Regions from separate parts of the Sus scrofa genome. Here region 2 is linked to region 1. The links are chromatin contacts, called in public Hi-C maps. All regions are on one chromosome and are shown on one strand. Each heading gives the region's core, a stretch centred on a gene start, on an enhancer-like site or on the middle of the called end of the contact. The rest is flanking DNA. Distances are from core to core; before and after follow the strand shown.

Region 1 (4,822 bases), core at 586-3,085:
ATCCCACCCTCCTCCTCCTCCATGTTTGGCGTCTTCACCTGAATTGGCTGAGAAATTGATGTGTGACCTAGGTTCCCGTCTGGCCATTCTAGGGCCATCGACGGACGCTTGTGCGGTGCCAGTCTCAGCCTTGGTTTCGTTCCTGGCTGCTCGAATCTGATTGGAAAGAGACTCTCCCTAGCGGAGACAGGGATTCTTGGCCCAGGCTGGGACCCTGATGCTGGTCTGCCGACTGGGTAACTCCTGGCCGGCCTCCTCAGTGGGCTCTGTCCCCGTGTCTGTCCCTAGCACTCCCCTTGGCTCCGGCCTTGGCTCCGGCCTCTTCCTCCCAGGTCCCGGTCCTCTCCAGAGGCCAGGCTTGGGGGTGAGCCAGGCCACTCTCTGAACCTGTTTCCCTTCCATGACACGGGGGCTGGAGACCAGAAGCCAGTGCCCGTCCTCCAGGTGATTCAGTGCCATCCTTTATTCCATGGGGTGACTGAGCCCCATGCCTCTTTTTGCCTGGGGCGCTGATGCATTTGGCACCATAGGATTTCTGGAGGCCTGGGGAGGCAGTGGTTGGGAGACATGCTGCCCTAACCTGGAGTTCGACTCCTCCGTCACCGAGGTTGGAACCAGAAGACACAGGCTGGTCTCAGCCCCCAGGAGAGGCCCAGTCCTTGCCCCGACAGGAGACACCGTTTGAATGAAGAAAAAGCCCACCAGGCTGGATTCTTGGGGTGCTGCTTTTCAGCAAACACACATGGTATTAGTTTGAGGCGTGGGATGGGGTGAGGGCTGGAGGGGGAAGAGGCGGGCCTCAGGAAGCAGGGGGCTCTGTGAGTAGCTGTTTGTCACAGTCCATCCAGGTCTGGAAAGAGGGTGGGGTAGAATGGAAAGCCTAGTGGCACCCACCCACCAAAGGCACTGCCTCCTCCCCCACCCGCTCCCCTCTTCCCTGGAGGCGCCCCATCAACTGGTGACCCAGTCCTTGGCTCCAGCACTCACCTCTCACTGTCTGGCTCCACTGGAGGATTCTGGGCCCTACCTGGCTGGCACCCCCTCATTAATCCTTACCTGCAACTAGGATGCCTGGAATTCCTCGCTGCTGAGTCAGCCTGAGGCCCCTGGAGAACCACCCCCTATCCCCCACCCCGACACTACCCACATAAACACACAAAAACCTTCCTGGGTTCAGACACGCGGAACTATTTCCGGAAAGAACTGGGTTAAACTCTGCCCCCTGCCTGTCACCTTGGGAACTTCGTTTCTGTCTCCAGGCCCTTTAGGAGTTTGGAAGTCTGAAGTCACACAGCCCTGCACGCAGCCTTGCGGCCCAGCCCTGCCTAGGAAGGATGGGGAGGGGCGGTGGGCTTGACCCCATCCAAGGCTTAGCTCCAGAGAGGAGAAAGGAGTGACAGGCCGGGCAGGGAGGGGTCCAGGCCGTGGCCTGGGGTTTGAGTAGGATGGGGAAGGAGTAGGGAGAAGTGTGCGGGAGACGGGGTTTGGGGCAGGTGGGACCCGCGGCTCAGGCGGGGCTTCCTGGAGGAGGAGGGGGCTGGAGCGCAGGGGCAAAGGTTGGATGGAGCAGAGGGGCGGGCCCTCCTTGCGACCCTCTCTTCCCCGGGATTCTCTAGCTCCCTTCCTGTCGCGCCGCAGGCCAGAATAGCGGGGGGACGAAACCCCGGCCGAGAGGTGGGCTGGACTACGAGCCCGCGGCCGCCGGACGGGCGTCGGCCGCTAGAAGCCCAGGCTGGGCCCTCGGGGTACCCGGGCCGCCCCTGGACCGCCGACCGCTGCGCGCTGCACTTTGCCCTCGGTCCCTGGGGAGGCGCTGGCCACGCCCCTGGGGAGGAGCCGGGCCGGGGGCGGGGCGGCCGGCTGGCTCCTCGGCGGTTCGGGGCGGTGGCAGCGGCGGCGGCGGCGCGGCGACGGCGACATGGAGAGCGGGGCCTATGGCGCGGCCAAGGCGGGTGGCTCCTTCGACCTGCTGCGCTTCCTGACGCAGCCGCAGGTGGTGGTGCGCGCCGTGTGCCTGGTGAGCCGGGGTTCGGGGCCGCGGGGACCCGACTTCATCGCCAGGCCCGGGGGAGGGGCTGCCGCGAGCCTTCGAGCGCGACAGGTGGTGGCAGCTGAGGCCTGGGGGTGGAGGCGGCGCGCGTGGGGAGGGAGAACGAGGCCCGGGACCCTCCACCCCCTCACCGCCGGCCCCCTAGCCTGGAGTTCCGCCCTCCCCGCCAGGGTCCCACCGCCCCCACGTCTGGGCCCCGGCGCGGGGTGGCCAGGAGGCCCGCGGCGAGCAGGCCCGTCGCCCTGCTGGCGGTGGGAGGAGTTTGGGACTGCTCCAGGACAGGTGGCCGGCACGCTGCTGCTCCCCGTTTGGGGGAATTCATCAGGAAGGGGCTTTCTGAAGCCACGTGGGGTGCGGGGGCGGGGGAGCGGTTGCAGCCTGGTGCCCTGAAATAGGGTCGGTCTTCCACTCGAGAGCAGCCCATGGGTCTGCTTCCCCACCCGAGATCAGGTGACTCCAGGATGTTCCCCTTCCTGTGTCGGCTGGGCCAGTGCTCAGGCAACAGGTTAACCGGGGGCTGGGGAGGGGGGTGAGGGGCTGGTGGGCGGTCCCATGCTCTTGGATAACCCGAACCCAAAGCTGGGCAAGGTGTTGGCCAGTGGGCAGGCAGAGGGCTGGTGTGCAGTGCCCACACCACACCTGCCTGGGACTGGAGCCTGTGCTCCCAGTGACACCCTCACCCCCGCCCTGCCTGACTGTGGGGTCTGACCCCAGGAGCGGATGCCCCGGTTTCGGGATGGCAGTGCCAGGAGTCAGGCTGGCACACTCCTCCCAGCATCCAGAGTTCCGGCTTCATCCCCAGCTGGGGGTGGGGCATGTGACTGCCAGCTCCAGAGCCTATTGAGACGGCCTTGTGCAGGCAAGCAGGGCAGGCGGGGGAGAGGCCTGGGCCTGTCCCAGAGGGAGCCGGTGTCCACACGGTCCTGCATCCTCCGACATAAAGCAGGTTGGGTGATGGCCTTTAACTCTGGGGAGGAGACAGTCGAGGTGAGGCCGTTCCCAAGGGCCGGGAGCCCCTCTCAGAGTTCTGGCGGGTGTGTTCCCTCAGGCCCCGCCCAGTACCTCCAGGGGTGTCCGTAGGCCTGCGGGGCAGACCAGCCTGAGGTGTGTCCTGTGTGGGTGGGACGCCAAGAGCGAGAAGCCACCTGGGGTTCCCTGGGAGGACAGGGGCCAGGATGCCAAAGCAGCCAGATTCCCGGTAGGAAAAGAGCTGGCCAAACTGGGGAGGCCAGCCTGGAGCCAGGAAGAGTCAGAGGGGGGCTCTAGGAGGTGGGGGTCTGGGGACACAGCTCAGCTCCGAGGGTGCTGGCATGGCTTTCCTGAGGCGAGAGGAGCGTTTGGGCAGAGGTGACTCAGGCGGGTGATCAGGGGTGAGACTCGGGCTTTGGCTTCTATGGCTTTGTGACACATCCTGTTTAGACCTCTCTGAAAGTGGGAGTGGGCCCGGGGGGGCGCATCACGCTTCATGCTCACTAAGCGCCTAACCACCCTAACCCAGCCCCCAAGGCAGAGGGCTGGGTGGGGCAGTCCCCGCCCAGGAGATCCCCGGCCACTCCGCACTGTCCCCGCTCCAGGCTTCGGTTTCTATGACTTCGTGACACATGCTGTTTAGAACTCAGTGAGAGCGGGAGTGGGCCTGGGTGGGCGCATCGCCCTTAGTCCGGCCATGCCCTTGGTGACAGGTGTCCGGAGATAGCCGGGGAGAAGGGAGAGACAGCACCAGCAAGCAGCTCCCCAAGTCCAGGACGGGCTGCGACGCTGACCTCCAGCAGGAGCTCAGAGGCCAGTGTCCTCTGCTCTCCACGAGGGGTTTGGCCCTCAGCCCTGCCCCCGCCTGCCCCTCAGGTCTTGGCCTTGATCGTGTTCTCCTGCATCTTCGGGGAGGGCTACAGCAACAGCCACAAGTCCGGAGAGCAGTACTGCGTGTTCAACTGCAACGACGACGCCTGCCGCTATGGCAGCGCCATCGGGGTGCTGGCCTTCCTGGGCTCCGCCTTCTTCTTCGTGGTGGACATCTATTTCCCCCAGATCAGCAACGCCACTGACCGCAAGTACCTGGTCATCGGTGACCTGCTCTTCTCAGGTACCTGCTGGTAGCATCCGTTTGATCTTGGGGTGCAGGGGAGCAGCCGTGTTCCCGAAAGCTCTAGGGCACCGTGACTGTGGGGCTTGGGAGGTGTGGGGGCAGCCCCCGGGTCCCCAGACCTCTCCGGCAGATAGGCTGGCACACAGGGTTTCTGACCATCTGCCGAAACCCACTGGTGCTGAGTGGGGCTTGGAGCCGGGGCTCCTGGGGGGGCGTCCTGGGCCCCACTCTGCCTTCGGCATCAGCGCCTTTCATCCCTGGCGGCGTCTCCTTCCCAGGAGGCCCCTGCCCTCCTGCCTCCTCCGTGGAGCTAACCCTGCCCGGCCCCCGGCCCCCTCCCCAGCTCTCTGGACCTTCCTGTGGTTCGTTGGCTTCTGCTTCCTCACCAATCAGTGGGCAGCCACCAAGGTGGAAGATGTGCTGGTGGGAGCCGACTCGGCCCGAGCAGCCATCACCTTCAGCTTCTTTTCCGTCTTCTCGTGGGTACGTGGACCGCAGCGGGCTGGCCCGGCGTGTCTCTGTGCAGGGGTGGCGGGGGGCAGGAACCCAAACCCTGGGGCTCTCTGCAGGGCCTGCTGGCCTCCCTGGCCTACCAGCGCTACAAGGCCGGAGTGGATGACTTCATCCAGAACTACGTGGACCCCACTCCAGACCCCAGCACAGCCTACGCCTCCTACCCGGGCGTG
Region 2 (4,822 bases), core at 871-3,370, 110 kb before region 1:
CTAGTCCTTAGGAACTTAACAGCAGGCTATTTCTAGTGATAAGAAAAGTGAAATTGGGAGTTATTTCAGCCCAGCACATTAATTTTCTGTGTTTTCCCCAAGTGTATCAGCTTGTGCTAATATACTGATGGCCAGCCTAATGCTCCGAGGTTATTCTTTGTCCCATGGCGTGAACTTAAGAGGCAGTAGGAACAAACCTGAGTTGACTCTTGCCTCTGGAGCCATTAAAAGTGTCCATGACATTACTGACCTTCCAGTAACCATCACGATGCTTGCTGACAAAGAAGAACCCTTGTTTGACCAGTTGAGCTTTCGCTAGGTCTCACATCACCAGAGAGCAGCAATTTAAACCTCCCCCCCTTTCCTACCAAATTTTAGGTTCGAGGAGTTCCCGTTGTGGCTCAGTGGGTTAAGAACTTGACAATGTCAGTGAGGATGCAGATTCGATCCTTGACCTCGCTCAGTGGGTTAAGGATCCGAGGTTGCCACAAGCTGTGGTTCAGATCAGTGCTGCTGCAGCTCTGATTCGAACCCTAGCCCAGGAACTTCCATATGCTGTAGGTACAGCCCTAAAGAGAAAAACGAAACAAAGCAATTTCAGGTTCTGTCGGACCCTGTCGTGTTGGCTTCCTGCCATCTCCTTGTGAGCCCAGGCAGGGTGTCATTGGAGAGGCCCCACTGGTCTTGTAACAGTATTTAAGTCAGCGCTGATGGTGTGTTCTAGGGAACTGAGGCTTCCGATAGTAGCATGCAAAACCCAGTCCCCTCGGCCTTTAGGGTTCAATAATGCTGATGCGGAAGGGAAATCCAGTGAGTTTAAGCAAAAGCAGATTCTTTATATCGGGAGTCCAGTTCAAAATAAGGAAGTTTTCTAGCATCAAGGCAACTGTTCCCATTAATCGTTGATGCTCTGACTCCACCTGAGATCATCTCCCGGGGGTGACATCCCTCATGTGGGAACACGGTTCACAGACAGGCATGACCTGAGCCACGTGGACTGGCCTGGGCAGCTCCGGAGGGTCGGGGCAGGACCAGCCAGGCAAAAGTCCTGCCAGGTGAGGCAGGCCCCAGCCCTGTGGGAGAACTTGGTCTCTCTTCCATCACTGGCAGCCTCCAAAGAAACAATCGGGAGGCACCGTGGGTGGAAGGGTTCCCTGAGGGGTTCAGTCCAGCCCCGGTTCCAAGTTCTCTAAGTAACAACAGTTTGACCTGGCGGGGGGGGGGGGGGGGGGGGGGGGGATTGCCTTTCTAATAAAATAGTACAGGGGAAAATAGATGTTGAAGTTCATGTACTGATTTGGAGGGGAGCTCATTAAGCCAAGTGGCAAAGAATTTTAACTGGTGAGATAAGTGTTAGCAGTATGTAAATGTAGTGATTCATCCTATTAAGGCTCCGAAAAATGTCCTTACTTTCTGTTCAGACTGTGTTTTTGCCAGTCTGCAGCATAACTCCAGCTTGAAACACCGAGAGCTTTTATTATCTTTAAAAAAAATTCTTTCTCAATGTGCTAAAGGAAGAACAAATGTATTGTTTCGGTGGCTGCTTTGTACAGTCATAAACAGAAGCTTTAGTTAATATGCGGTAGTGTTTGCTACGTAGATCTTTTGTCGATAGAAGCAGGAAAGTAATTAAGAAGTTGGACACGTGCCATTTGCATATGGAGCTGATTTGGAAAATGATAGCTGGTGTTGGTATGCCAGCCGCTTAGGGGGTATTTAGGAAGAGTGGGAAAGAGGAAAGAAGGGAAAACAAAGGCGCGGGAAAGGGAAGTGGTTTATGTGCGTTCACCCAAATTCAGCCAGTAGGCAACACACCGTCGCTCTTCTGGCTGACTTTCAAAAAAGAAAAGTGGCTCTGGTGCTGCTTTAATTGGGTCCTGGAGTGAAAATGTCTGTGACACTGGAAAGAATTTAAAGAGGGAGGAAGATCCGTTTAGCGTCAGCTGCAATTAGATAACCAGAGCTTTCCAATCTTCGCCGCGGAGGCCTCCCCGGGTGGAAGGAGATGATGGGCTCGCTCAGGGCGTGGGAAGGGCACCGCCACCTCCTGCCGCGCCGCGCCTGCAGGGACGTCCTGGCCGCGCCACCCGAGACAGACGCCCGCGCGGCCCGCGCGCAAGGTAGCGGCCCTCCCTGCAGGTGCTTCTGCCCCAGCGAGGCGAGGGAACAAGGCTAGCCCGGCACAGACCACCGACGGCGCAGCTTCTCCCGGGCCGGGGGCCGGGGGCCGGGGCTCGGAGGGAACCGCCCAGACCGCGCGGGCCGTGGGGCGCCCGGCAGCCCGGCCCCGCTCCCTTCGGGCCCCGCTCCCTTCGCCGGCGGGGCAGACGCTCAAGATGGCGCCGTGGTCGGGCCCCCGCGCGCGCGCCCGCCTCCTTGCGCGCGCCCGCGGCCCCGGCCCGCCGGCGACCCCCGGGCTGCCCTGGCCCTTGGTGTGGAGCTGTTTGCTTTGCCCCCTTCTGTCCTTGTTGCAATAGGTTCCTAACCTGGAGGAAGCAGTCATTTTTTTCCTGTCACTTTGGAGAAAATCGGCAATAAGCTTAATTTTTTGGACACTTTCGTTATTGTTCTCAGAAAGCTTTCGCTCCCCTCTGCATTTACTAAGCATTTATGGAGGTTGGCAGATGAGATGTCTCGGAGTCGGCCCAGTGATGGAATTCTGAATTCAAAGTACTTTCTGCAGAAGATTTTCCCGCACAGTCAGGGCCGTGGAGAGGAGGCGTCTTAGGTTCTCCGAGCGGAAAACTCGGCTCCGCTCATCTTGCCCTTGAAAGCCAGCGGCGGGGAATGCGTGTCCTCAGTTAGCATTAGTCCGCGTGTTTCTGCCGATGGAGCGCGCTGGGGATTATTTCTGTAATGCACAGGTTGTTGTGAAACAGGCGGGGAGGAGCGGTCGCGGGCTGCGTGTCGGCGTTAGCGCTAATTAAGCACCCGCAGGCCTCAGTAGATCTTGTCAGCACCTCTCTATCTGATTCATTTGATACCTAATTAAAATTTTGCTTACCGTAGCTTTTGGAAGCTCTTTGTTAAATACTTTTTCTTGAAAAGTGTATCTTTACATGGTAACGTTTTGGAAGTTAAAAACAAGAAAGCTTTTCTCTTTTAAACCATGCTGTTTTATAATTTTTAGTATAATCACTTAAGACAATTTATGTTACTTAGATTTTTACAAAGACACCTGTTATTAGAATGTGTGAACCAGGAGTTCCTGTCGTGTGGCAGCAGAAATGAATCTGACTAGGACCCATGAGGTTGCAGGTTTGATTCCTGGCCTCACTCAGTGGGTTAAGGATCCAGTGTTGCCATGAGCTGTGGTGTAGGACGCAGACTCAGCTCGGATCCTGCGTTGCTGTGGCTGTGCTGTAGGCACGCAGCCGTAGCTCCAATTTGACCTCTAGCCTGGGAACTTCCATATGCCGCAGGTGCAGCAAAAGAAAAAGAAAAAAAAAAAGGAATGTGTGAACCATTTGAACAATAGAAAAAAGAGAACATTATACAGAAACTTCATTACTTTTCTCTTGTTAAGGCTTTTTAGTGGAAGTATTTTGGAAATAGAAGGTGGTAGTGGAAGAAGCACTAGCATTTCATTCTGGAGGTACTGGCTTCCATTCAGTCCCTACTGCTTATTGGTTACACACCTTTTCCAGGTGTGGCCTCTCAGCCTCTATTTGGCCATCTGTAAAACAGATATAATTTGTAAGGTTCAGTTAATTTAAGTGTGTGGAAATACTTGGAACTTCAAAATGCTGTGAAATAAGTGATGTCTTAGGGATATGAAGGATCCTATTTATAAACTCTCAAACTTGCTGCATATCAGATGCATGGATTTTAGCCTTTTTTTTTTTTTTTTGTATTTTTAGGGCCACTCTTGCAGCTTATGAAGGTTCTCAGGCTCGGGGTTGAATCAGAGCTGTAGCTGCTGGCCACAGCTACAGCCACAGCAATGCCAGATCCAAGCCACATCTTTGACCTACACCACAGCTCACGACAACACCGGATCCTTAACCCACTGAGTGAGGCCAGGGATCGAACCTGCATCCTCATGGATGCTAGTCAGATTCATTACCACTGAGCCACGACGGGAACTCTGGATATTAGCCTTTTTAAAGCTCCTGGACTATTCTGGAGAGTCCAGAATAACCTATAAGAGAATCCAGTCCTGGTTTACTTCAGAGCTTTCCTTTATTCCAAATACCTTTCCAGAAGTCAGTCATTTTACAAATCTCTTTCACATAGTCTTTCAGACTACAGTTCTTGAATTGATAACATAGACAAGAGATTTTGGTTTATGAAAACCATATTGTTCAAATATTTTTGAAGTCATAAATTCTAAGAAAAGTGGTGTTTGTTTTGTTTTGTTTTGTTTTGTTTTCTGTCTTTTTGCATTTTCTAGGGCCGCTCCCACAGCATGTGGAGGTTCTCAGGCTAGAGGTCTAATCGGAGCTGTAGCCACCAGCCAACACCAGAGCCACAGCCACGTGGGATGCGAGCTGCATCTGCGACCCACACTATAGCTCACGGCAATGCTGGATCCTTAACCCACTGAGCGAGGCCGGGGATGGAACCCGAAACCTCATGGTTCCCAGCTGGATTCGCTTCCGCTCTGCCATGACGGGAACTCCCAAGAATGGTGTGTTTTAAACAGAAAGAGACTAATAGTCTTAAAAATGTTAAAACATTTTCCTTTGGAGATTAATTCCAATGTCAGAATATGTGGTGGTGCTGGTGGCGGTGGAAGTGGTGCCACGGGCAGTGGTGGTGGAGAAGGTGGTTAGGACGTGATGATGGGGATGGTGGTGGTGGAGGAGGAGGCGATGATGCT

The links. A called contact is a pair of places that touch in the nucleus more often than the background predicts.
Region 2: a Hi-C map of skeletal muscle shows a contact between it and region 1, with 2.4 times the contacts expected there. The contact joins the enhancer-like site here to the promoter of SYNGR2 in region 1. A contact is called at or near these places in 2 of 5 promoter capture datasets (fetal liver and liver), 3 of 47 Hi-C or Micro-C datasets (embryonic fibroblasts, retroperitoneal adipose tissue and skeletal muscle) and 1 of 2 datasets of contacts at active chromatin or transcription factors (skeletal muscle).

Annotation. Positions count from the first base shown.
Region 1 is chr12:3,796,676-3,801,497 of Sscrofa11.1, reverse strand. SYNGR2 (synaptogyrin-2) reads left to right here and starts at 1,835. Exons shown (of 4, transcript XM_021066554.1): 1 at 1,835-2,017; 2 at 3,896-4,133; 3 at 4,480-4,619; 4 at 4,706-4,822. The coding sequence starts at 1,919. It overlaps LOC110255960 (a long non-coding RNA gene), which reads right to left and starts at 1,140. Exons shown (of 3, transcript XR_002336959.1): 1 at 1,057-1,140.
Region 2 is chr12:3,903,384-3,908,205 of Sscrofa11.1, reverse strand. The region is part of intron 3 of TNRC6C (trinucleotide repeat-containing gene 6C protein); the gene reads left to right. Among named protein-coding and RNA genes, the nearest start is that of TNRC6C, 33 kb to the left of the region's middle. Within about 2 kb of position 2,120, at least 32 of the 83 cell types and tissues checked have an H3K27ac peak or open chromatin away from gene starts, as enhancers often do. A contact at or near this core is called in fetal liver and skeletal muscle, where this site is marked.